Linked DNA regions of Mus musculus: regions 1 and 2 are each linked to region 3. Evidence: chromatin contacts called from public ChIA-PET and promoter capture Hi-C data. All regions are on one chromosome and are shown on one strand. Each heading gives the region's core, a stretch centred on a gene start, on an enhancer-like site or on the middle of the called end of the contact. The rest is flanking DNA. Distances are from core to core; before and after follow the strand shown.

What was found. Promoter capture Hi-C pulls out the DNA fragments that hold promoters and counts their contacts. ChIA-PET counts read pairs in DNA pulled down with a chosen protein or histone mark.
Region 1: a contact with region 3 is called in a promoter capture Hi-C map of pre-B cells, with 2.3 times the contacts expected there. The contact joins the enhancer-like site here to the promoter of Amdhd1 in region 3. A contact is called at or near these places in 3 of 39 promoter capture datasets (cranial neural crest, frontonasal cranial neural crest and pre-B cells), 1 of 15 datasets of contacts at CTCF or cohesin (the NIH/3T3 cell line), 1 of 484 Hi-C or Micro-C datasets (liver) and 1 of 9 other capture datasets (pancreatic islet).
Region 2: an RNA polymerase II ChIA-PET map of memory CD8 T cells shows a contact between it and region 3, with 553 read pairs. The contact joins the enhancer-like site here to the promoter of Amdhd1 in region 3. A contact is called at or near these places in 4 of 39 promoter capture datasets (HPC-7-derived erythroid cells, hematopoietic stem and progenitor cells, neural stem cells and 1 more), 4 of 115 datasets of contacts at active chromatin or transcription factors (bone marrow-derived macrophages, effector CD8 T cells, large pre-B cells and 1 more) and 3 of 9 other capture datasets (adipose tissue, liver and macrophages).

Annotation. Positions count from the first base shown.
Region 1 is chr10:93,212,205-93,214,904 of GRCm38.p6, reverse strand. All of the region lies in intron 3 of Cdk17 (cyclin-dependent kinase 17), which reads right to left. Among named protein-coding and RNA genes, the nearest start is that of Mir1931, 51 kb to the right of the region's middle. Within about 2 kb of position 1,419, at least 39 of the 459 cell types and tissues checked have an H3K27ac peak or open chromatin away from gene starts, as enhancers often do. A contact at or near this core is called in liver and pre-B cells, where this site is marked.
Region 2 is chr10:93,260,074-93,262,773 of GRCm38.p6, reverse strand. All of the region lies in intron 3 of Elk3 (ELK3, member of ETS oncogene family), which reads left to right. Among named protein-coding and RNA genes, the nearest start is that of Gm32551, 24 kb to the left of the region's middle. Within about 2 kb of position 1,268, at least 183 of the 459 cell types and tissues checked have an H3K27ac peak or open chromatin away from gene starts, as enhancers often do. A contact at or near this core is called in adipose tissue, bone marrow-derived macrophages, effector CD8 T cells and 3 more, where this site is marked.
Region 3 is chr10:93,538,748-93,541,447 of GRCm38.p6, reverse strand. It overlaps Amdhd1 (amidohydrolase domain containing 1), which reads left to right and starts at 1,415. Exons shown (of 9, transcript NM_027908.1): 1 at 1,415-1,614. The coding sequence starts at 1,478. Ccdc38 (coiled-coil domain containing 38) reads right to left here and starts at 816. Exons shown (of 16, transcript NM_175488.6): 1 at 639-816.

The DNA of each region.
Region 1 (2,700 bases), core at 170-2,669, 330 kb after region 3:
ATTTACACTGTTAGAGGATGGATTTCCTCTGATCTTATTGGAACTGTGCCATGCCTTTTCCCTCTTGGGACAAGAACTGTTTAACTTAAAAAAAAATTTTTTTACAGAAGCTCAAATTGAGAGACTTTGGAGTTTTAAGATACTTTAAAGACTGAATTTTTAAAAGGTGTTTGAATAGTTTTTAAAACTATGGAACTTTTAAAGATATATTATGTTTTAGAGTTACATAATAGTTATATTAGTATGCTTTCTTGGGGAAAACACTAAAGGAAAGGTTAGGGTTTAATAATGATGTGTCTGTCAAGGTGACAAGGGGTTAACTGTACTGATTAGTTTTTTGCCAACTTGACTCAAGTTAGAGTCACCTGGGAAAGTCAGTTGAGAAAATGACTCTAGCAGACTGCTCTGTAGGCAAAACATGTGTTGACCTTTTTTGGTTAATAATTGCTATGTGAGGACCCAACCGACTGTGGATGGTACCATTCCAGGCGGCCCTCAGCTGTATGAGAAAGCAAGCTGAGCAAGCCATGTGTAGCAAGGAAGGAAGCAGCGTCTGCCATGGTCTCTGCTTCAGTTGCTGTCTCCAGGTTCCTCCCTTGTTTTTCCTCCCTTCGTTTCCCCTTCAATGATGGACTGTGACAGGAATGTTTAAGTCAAAAAACAAGAACAAAAGAAAAAGAAAAAAATACCCTCTCAACAAATTGCTTTTGATCATGGTGTTTCTCATAGCAATACAGAGCAAACTATGGTATCAGCACTGTGGCACAAGCACTAGGGAGAGAGAGGCAGGAAAAGACATCTCTCCACATTTTCAAAGTATGAAAAATTCTATAAGGAAAGTAATTCAAGATATTGCCAAGAATTGAATAAAATTACAGACTTGACAGAGTTCTTGAAATTACTGTAACTTTGCCTATTTTCCAGATTCCAGGAGATAGAGACTTTAAAAATTAACCTACTTTTAGACCATGTAGCTTAGGCACACAGCTGGACTAGAAACCTGGTCTTTTGCTTCTTATGACTATTCTCTCATTAGATGTGTCAACAAGAAAATAGAGCTAACTCATAGAACAGTCTTTAAAATATTTACAAATCTGCTACCCACCAGTAGAAAGCCAGACGTGGTGGCACACCTGTAACTCTGGAACTAAGGCAGCAGGATGGAGCAGAGGCCAGCAAGAAGCTGTCTGGAGTTCCAAGCACTACTTGCTGAGTGTCTACTACAAAGCTAAGTTTGTGCTCTCTAACGTATCACAACCCTGCTGAGAGCCAGTGCACAAGTTCAAGACCTGCCTGGACAAACTGGGAACGCCTTGTAAGCTCAGTGACTCAGCACTTCTGAAGCAAGCCTTAATGAGGCAGCGGGTTTAGTTCCCCAGAACTAACAAGCAACCAGTAAGCAAACAGAACCGACCAGTCCTGCCCTACAAGGATGCCAAGCAAAGGTATCGTCCCAGATAGGAATAAACACTGAGTTCCACTGGACTCAGCCAGGAGAGCAGCCAGGGTAACAAGCACAGCTGTTTCTGCCTCCTTCCGAATACAGCGAGGTGAGAAAGTGAAGGCCCATGTCAGAGCTTCACTGTCTCCTTAGTGGGACAAAGGGCTTCGATGAAACGTGAAGTGTATCAGGATGCTTGCTTAGTCAAGCTTCTGCCACTTGCATGATGCACTGATAAATTTGATCAACATTACTAACGTCTTTAGTGTTCCTTTCTTAACTCGAGACCAAGAATCTCAAGAACAGATGCTTTTACGTTGCTCCTGAACTAAAAATGTTTCTTGCATTTTAAAAGGCTTACTACACACAGAAAAAGAATATGCAACAGACTCCAGTCCATAAAACCTAAAACATAACTCACTCTTGACTACACAGCCAACAAAATTACAAGCCAAGACCTGATTTCTTAAACATAAATACTCCCTCATGACTGACTTCAAATTATTGGCACAGTATTACTGGACAGGTGACACTGTCCAGAAAAATGCAATGGCACATTATTACACAGTGTTATCACTATTGACACATGATGCAAATAACATTACCTCAGAGAATAGATGACCGGGACAGGAAACCAACTGGAGGTAAGGACTCTGGAGTACTCATTAACTTTGGTTTTTACTTTAGCTTAACTCTAAACCTGTACAATATAAACTATAACAGTAGCTATGTTTAATAACCGACTGTAACCCACATCTCTCATGAACCAGCTTAAGACGACTCCAGCGCACCATTCTCTGTGCTGTGCCAGCAGGGATATCGGCACATTTCTCACAGATGAAGCCACACTGTAGAGAGGCTCACAGTCTTAAAATTAGGGAAAAGAACCAGGAAGTAGCCTACTGTGGCAATAAATAAAGGAAACAGAGGGATACAATATTCAGGAACTGTAGTAAATAGTCTATCTAATGGGACAATCAAACATCTATATTTAAAATGACTTCTAAATCAAAACATAATATACCACTACCAAAAAAGACATAAAATACATAAAAACTTGCAGGTATCTTTTCTGGATATTTCAAAAGCACATAATGGCAAAAGAATAAGCAGTCAGGTGATAATCTACTTCTTGTACTGCCAATATGCAGTAATTAACTGAAAAGCTACTGAAGCAGCACCCACTCTGCATGAACAGACAAGCAAACGTCATTCTCTGCGGTGTTAGCAGCCCTCATCTTTCTGCTACCCTTCCAGTC
Region 2 (2,700 bases), core at 19-2,518, 280 kb after region 3:
GAGAGAGACAGAGACAGAGACAGAGACAGAGTCATAGAGAGTGAGTGAGCTTGGAAAGAGGTGTCACACAGTTAGTAAAAGAGGCTGCTTAGGGACATAGTGTAACCTCAGGAGCTAAATGCCACCAGAGACTACATGCACCTGGAATGGTGCTCTGCTCCTATGGGCTGTGGGTAGTCAACTGAGAGGGAGAGAAGGGCAAAGATCTGGTAAAACTCAGCCTCCTTTCAGCCATCAGTGGTTTAACTCTGACCAGACAGGCCACTAAGGGGTTAATCACAACAAGCTTCCTGTTCTACAGGATTAGGCTATGCTTGAAGTCGGTATAAGATTTAGATCAGTAGTAAAGCTCCGCCCGACGCCCCAGGGCGTCCTCCAGAAGCTGACCCATCCACTCTTAGCTCTCCCACTCACCCTTAGTGTTCCCTTCTGGGGGGCGGGGCTCAGAAACAGAATGAGCACTCCTAAGGGAGTGCTCACTTCAGAGAGGGGGCGGGGGAGAGGTGTGCTCTACTAACCCAGTCCCCTGTAAATGAGGCGCCTTGACAAGACATATCACATGATCACTGTCCTTTCCCACATGTGTCATGGGGTCTACATTCAGATTTGAACATTCTGTCTTCAATTCGATGTGCAGAAAGCCAGAACAAATGTGCCTCTCTCACAGTGTCAGAGCCGCCTCCCGTCAGGAACACTGGCGAAGCCGCTGACAGGAGCTGCAAAGAGCGGAGGACATGACTCTTGGTGCTAAGTTTATGATAAATAGTGTCCGGGCAGGGACTTCTCCAACAAGGGGCTGGAAGACTCAAGCAAAAGTCAGCTAGGTACAGAGAAAAATGATGGCGTCAGAGCTCAGCCACGGAGGTCCCATCTGAATGTTGCTGAAAAGCAAGGCGCTTGCTTGTCCCCGTTGGCACAGGCTACCGAATGTTAGGCAGAGGGGAAGGAGCTGGGGTGTGAAGCCCTCCTGGCCTCTAGCCAGGCACCTTGGCAGCCGAGGTGGCAGCTGAAACTCCTGACTCCTCTGCATGCTGGTTTCATCTGTCCCTCTTCCTGCCACATCCCATCTGTGTCCCGTTGCTCCTGTCCCCCCAAGGTGAAGTTAATTCGGAATCCAAGGCATTGTATTTCTCATTTCTGCCAAGACTCGTGTTCGTCTCACCTGTGCTGTCCAAGATGCTGAAATCTGAGCTGTTTCAGCACTGGGCACGCATCTCCATCAGAGTCTGAGTATGTGCGCCTCAGGCTGTTTGCTCGGCAGCCTGGGATTAGTGGCTGAGTGGAGACAGCCTGCTCGGTTTGAAATGCTGAAGCCTACTTCCTCTATTCTGGGGTAGCGGAGACAGCTCTGAGGCCAAGTCAGAAAAGTGGGAGTCTGGAGCAGTGTAGGAGAACCTACAGAGTGCGAGCATCCTGTCCCCCTACACCCCACTTCTGGTGTGGTTTCCATCTTCCTGTCTCTTGCCATTATCATCAAAAGAAAAACATTTTCCCCCCTCTCCCTTCTCTCCAGGGTTGTTCAACTTCCTTCTTCTTCTGTTGACCTTTCCCCAGACAGGCCTCCATCTCTGACCATGATGACCTTTCCTCCAGGCAGAGAACTTCCTTGTAGGTCTCTGCAGTACAGGCTAGGATGGTTCTTGGCTACCAAGTTGTAGGTTGCCCCAGAGAAACAATAAAGGGAGTGCCTTTTCTCCTTGCGCCCTGGGGTCCCATGCTGCCCCCTCTCCTCTCTTCTTCTAGTGACTACTCAATGGGTCATCCATCTCTTCTGGTCTGCCTCCATCACTCTCTCCCTCTCTCTCTCTCTCTCTCTTTCTCTCTCTCTCTCTCTCTCTCTCTCTCTCTATATATATATATATATAAAACTTATTTATTGTGTATGTGATGTGGGCTAGTGTGCACATATGGAGGTCAGAGGACAACTTGTAGGAGTTGGTTCTCTCCTTCCACCATGTGAGTCCCACAGATAAAACTCTGACTTGGTGGCAAGTGCCTTTACCCCTGGCCCAGCTATTGAAAATAATGTTGAACTCTGGGGCGCCATTTTTATGGACTCCGTTGGCCTCTGTGCCACTTTTAAGGTATATGTGTAAGGGCTTCTCCTTCACTCTTCCTGAAGTCCCAATGGTTTCCTAGTGTCTCCAGCACCCACTCAAGACATCACCAAAGACATCTTCTCACTGCCACTGGGCAGGCCACACCCAGTCTCTTCTCTGCCTCCTTTCTAATCAGTTCACGTGGAGCTAGTCACTGAACACCCAGGCACTTGCTTGCTGCCTCAGGGATACCAAGATTAGTATATAGATGTGGTTCTGGTTCTCATGAGCTTACAGCTGCTGCCCGGAAATAAAGAATAGGGGTCAAATATAATTTCTGGTCATGAAAACTGCCCGAGAAGTTGAGACATGGTTTGATAGGAAATTAACAACTTCTAGAGGCATAAGCCAAGTGGAACACGGATGCCTTGTAAGAATTAGTAAATGATCACTGAACATAAATTTTTGCAAGACATGAAAAGGATGGGAGAAGTGATCTATTTTACAACCTTACACTGCACATAAATTTTTGCAAGACATGAAAAAGATGGGAGAAGTGACCTATTTTACAACCTTAGGACCTATCCCTGCTGAAGTACACACATACATGCACACATGCACACAAGACAGTTACATCCTACAGAGGAGACCTGAGCAGCAC
Region 3 (2,700 bases), core at 166-2,665:
TAGAAACTAAATAACTTAAGGGTGATATAGTCTTTAGTCTCAGCACTGATGTGCAGTGTGTGTGTGTGTGTGTGTGTGTGTGTGTGTGAGTGGGGGTGGGGAACCAGGGAGAGAGAGAGAGAGAGAGAGAGAGAGAGAGAGAGAGAGAGAGAGATCTGAATTAAAAGGCTATCCTGATCTACATAAAGGGCTCCAGAACAGCCAGGGCTACACAGTGAGACTTATCTCAACAAGAGAAAAAAGACCAAGGGGGGGGGAAGCCCTAAAACCACATATGTACAAATAGCATTATACAGACCAAGTGGGCTGTATTTATGTATTTAGGGACACACACACACCATAGAAAAGGTCTTGAATTTGAAAGAGAACAAGGGTGGTTTAAGAGGAAATCAGGAAATGATGTCATTGTAATCTCAAAAAATTTATGTGTGTGTGTATATGTGTATGTGTGTGTGTGTGTGTGTGTGTGTGTGTGTGTGTGTGTGTGTGTATGTATTCTTTACAAATCCTGCCTGCCAGTTCTTTAAACAATCTGGATACTGTCTGTCTACAACCTTGAGTGCAGTGGTGTGTGTGAAAGCCACCACACTCGGGAGGAGGGGGGGAGTGTCAGACACCCGGGTCAAATCTGGTTTTACCTCAACAAGTCTGGATCACTGTTGAGACCTATCCTTCAAGAAGGCGGTCGGGACAAAGCAGACAGAGGCACCAAACTGATACTCTGTGTCTCAGCTTCATCCTTCCCTGCTCCAGGCTCCCTTCATCCTGGGAACCGCTTACTACCAGGCCCAAGCGCCGATCTGGCCAACCGAACACGCGTGGCACCCGCAGCCAGGCTAGGAGGGTCACGCGGACACCGTGAGCCTCTGCCCCGTGCCCCTGTCGCCTGTCAGCGCAAGTTTGCTAGGTTCAAGTTCCAGCTCCCAGGGCACAGTGTGTTTTTGTCTCTGTTTCTGTCACTGTGTCTAACACACACACATACATACATACACACACACACACACACCATGCACACTCACACCACACGCATACACACACCCCACTGTGTCTGCCTCTGTTTCTGTCACTGTAACACACACACACACACACACCACTGACGTCTCTGTGTGAGCCCTTCCCAACAACACTTCACTTGGCCACTGCACCGCATCTACCTCGCCCAACTTGATCACTTCCGGTGGTGGCTAAATTTCAGTTTTGTTTTGTTTTTAATCCAGAAGTTAGGGGTTGGGGAGGGGGTGATATAACCATCACCTCCTTTACTCCAAACCTGGAAAGGAGACCTGAAAAGACTGGCGTCCACAATAAAGTTTATTCCAACTTTATTCCAGGCGCTCTGGTTGGCACTGCTCCTGTCCCGGTCACTGGCTGCTGGCCAGCTCCCGCCCCACGCTGCCCAGCCCCGCCCCGCCCTGCCCGGGAGCCACAGCTCGCAGGCTCTCCTGTCCTCCGCAGCCCGCCAGCGGCTAGAGCGACAATGACGAGCAGCCACCGCCTCCTGCTGGAGAACGCACAGCAAGTGGTGCTGGTGTGTGCCCGCGGCGAGCGCTTCCTGACCGGGTCTGCGCTGCGCAGCCTGGCGGTGCTGGAGGGCGCCAGCGTGGTGGTGGGCACGTGAGTAGCCAGTAGCTGGGGACAGGCGAGATGGGGTTCCGGAGCGAAAGCTCTTTCTCCAACAAAACACCTTCAGGGCATCTTTCATTATGATCATTGATCATTGATCCCATTATAGCTTCTAAAGTACTGGCTGGTGGGTTTGCTTTGTTGTTTCCAGAAGAGTCTGTAGACTCTTTTTTGCTCTAAAATCCCGGATATTGATCCAGGTGTGCAGTCCCAGCACCCAAGAGGCAGAAGGTGAGGTCTGTAGTCTAAGGCCATCCTTGACTGTATGTAGAGTTTGCATGTGAGATCCTGTTTCAAAAAACAATCAAGAACTTAAAAAAAGAAAGAAAGAAAAGAAAGGAAAGAAGGAAGGAAGGAAGGAAGGAAGGAAGGAAGGAAGGAAGGAAGGAAAGGAAGGAAGGAAGGAAGGAAGGAAGGAAGGAAGAAAGAAAGAAAGAAAGAAAGAAAGAAAGAAAGAAAGAAAGAAAGAAAGAAAGAAAGAAAGAAAGAAAGAAAGAAAAGAAAAAGAAAAAAGGACAGGGTTTCTCTGTGTAGCCCTGGCTGTCCTGGACTCTTGTAGACCAGACTGGCCTCGAATTCACTCACAGAGTTCCACTCATCTCTGCTTCCCGAATGCTGGGATCAAAGACATGCCCCTCTTTAAAAAAATACTTTTAAATAAAACTAACATTACATCTTTTTTCCCCCCTCAAAAAGCACCTGTGGTGTGCATTATGTAGTCCAGCATAGTGGCCATGTCTTTAATACCAGCACTCTGGAGGCAGGGGTAGACTATTCAAAGTCAGCTTGCTCTACGTAATTCCAGGGCAGCCAAGTGAGACCATGTCGTAAAACAAACAAACCTACGGCTGACCCGCAAAATCACTCAAGCCCTGCATCAGGGAACTAAGGTTAACACACAGGCGCTTTGCTTTGGGGTTGTTTTCTAAAGTAAATAAAAATGTGTCAACACTCACACCTTTTAAAGAGAAGGAATGAATGTGTATTATTTTGTAGTTTATTCTTTTTCCCACTTAGTAGTAAACAGTAAAGCCTCACTATTCCATGTTAATAGTTTCTAAAGGGCCAAAACTCCTA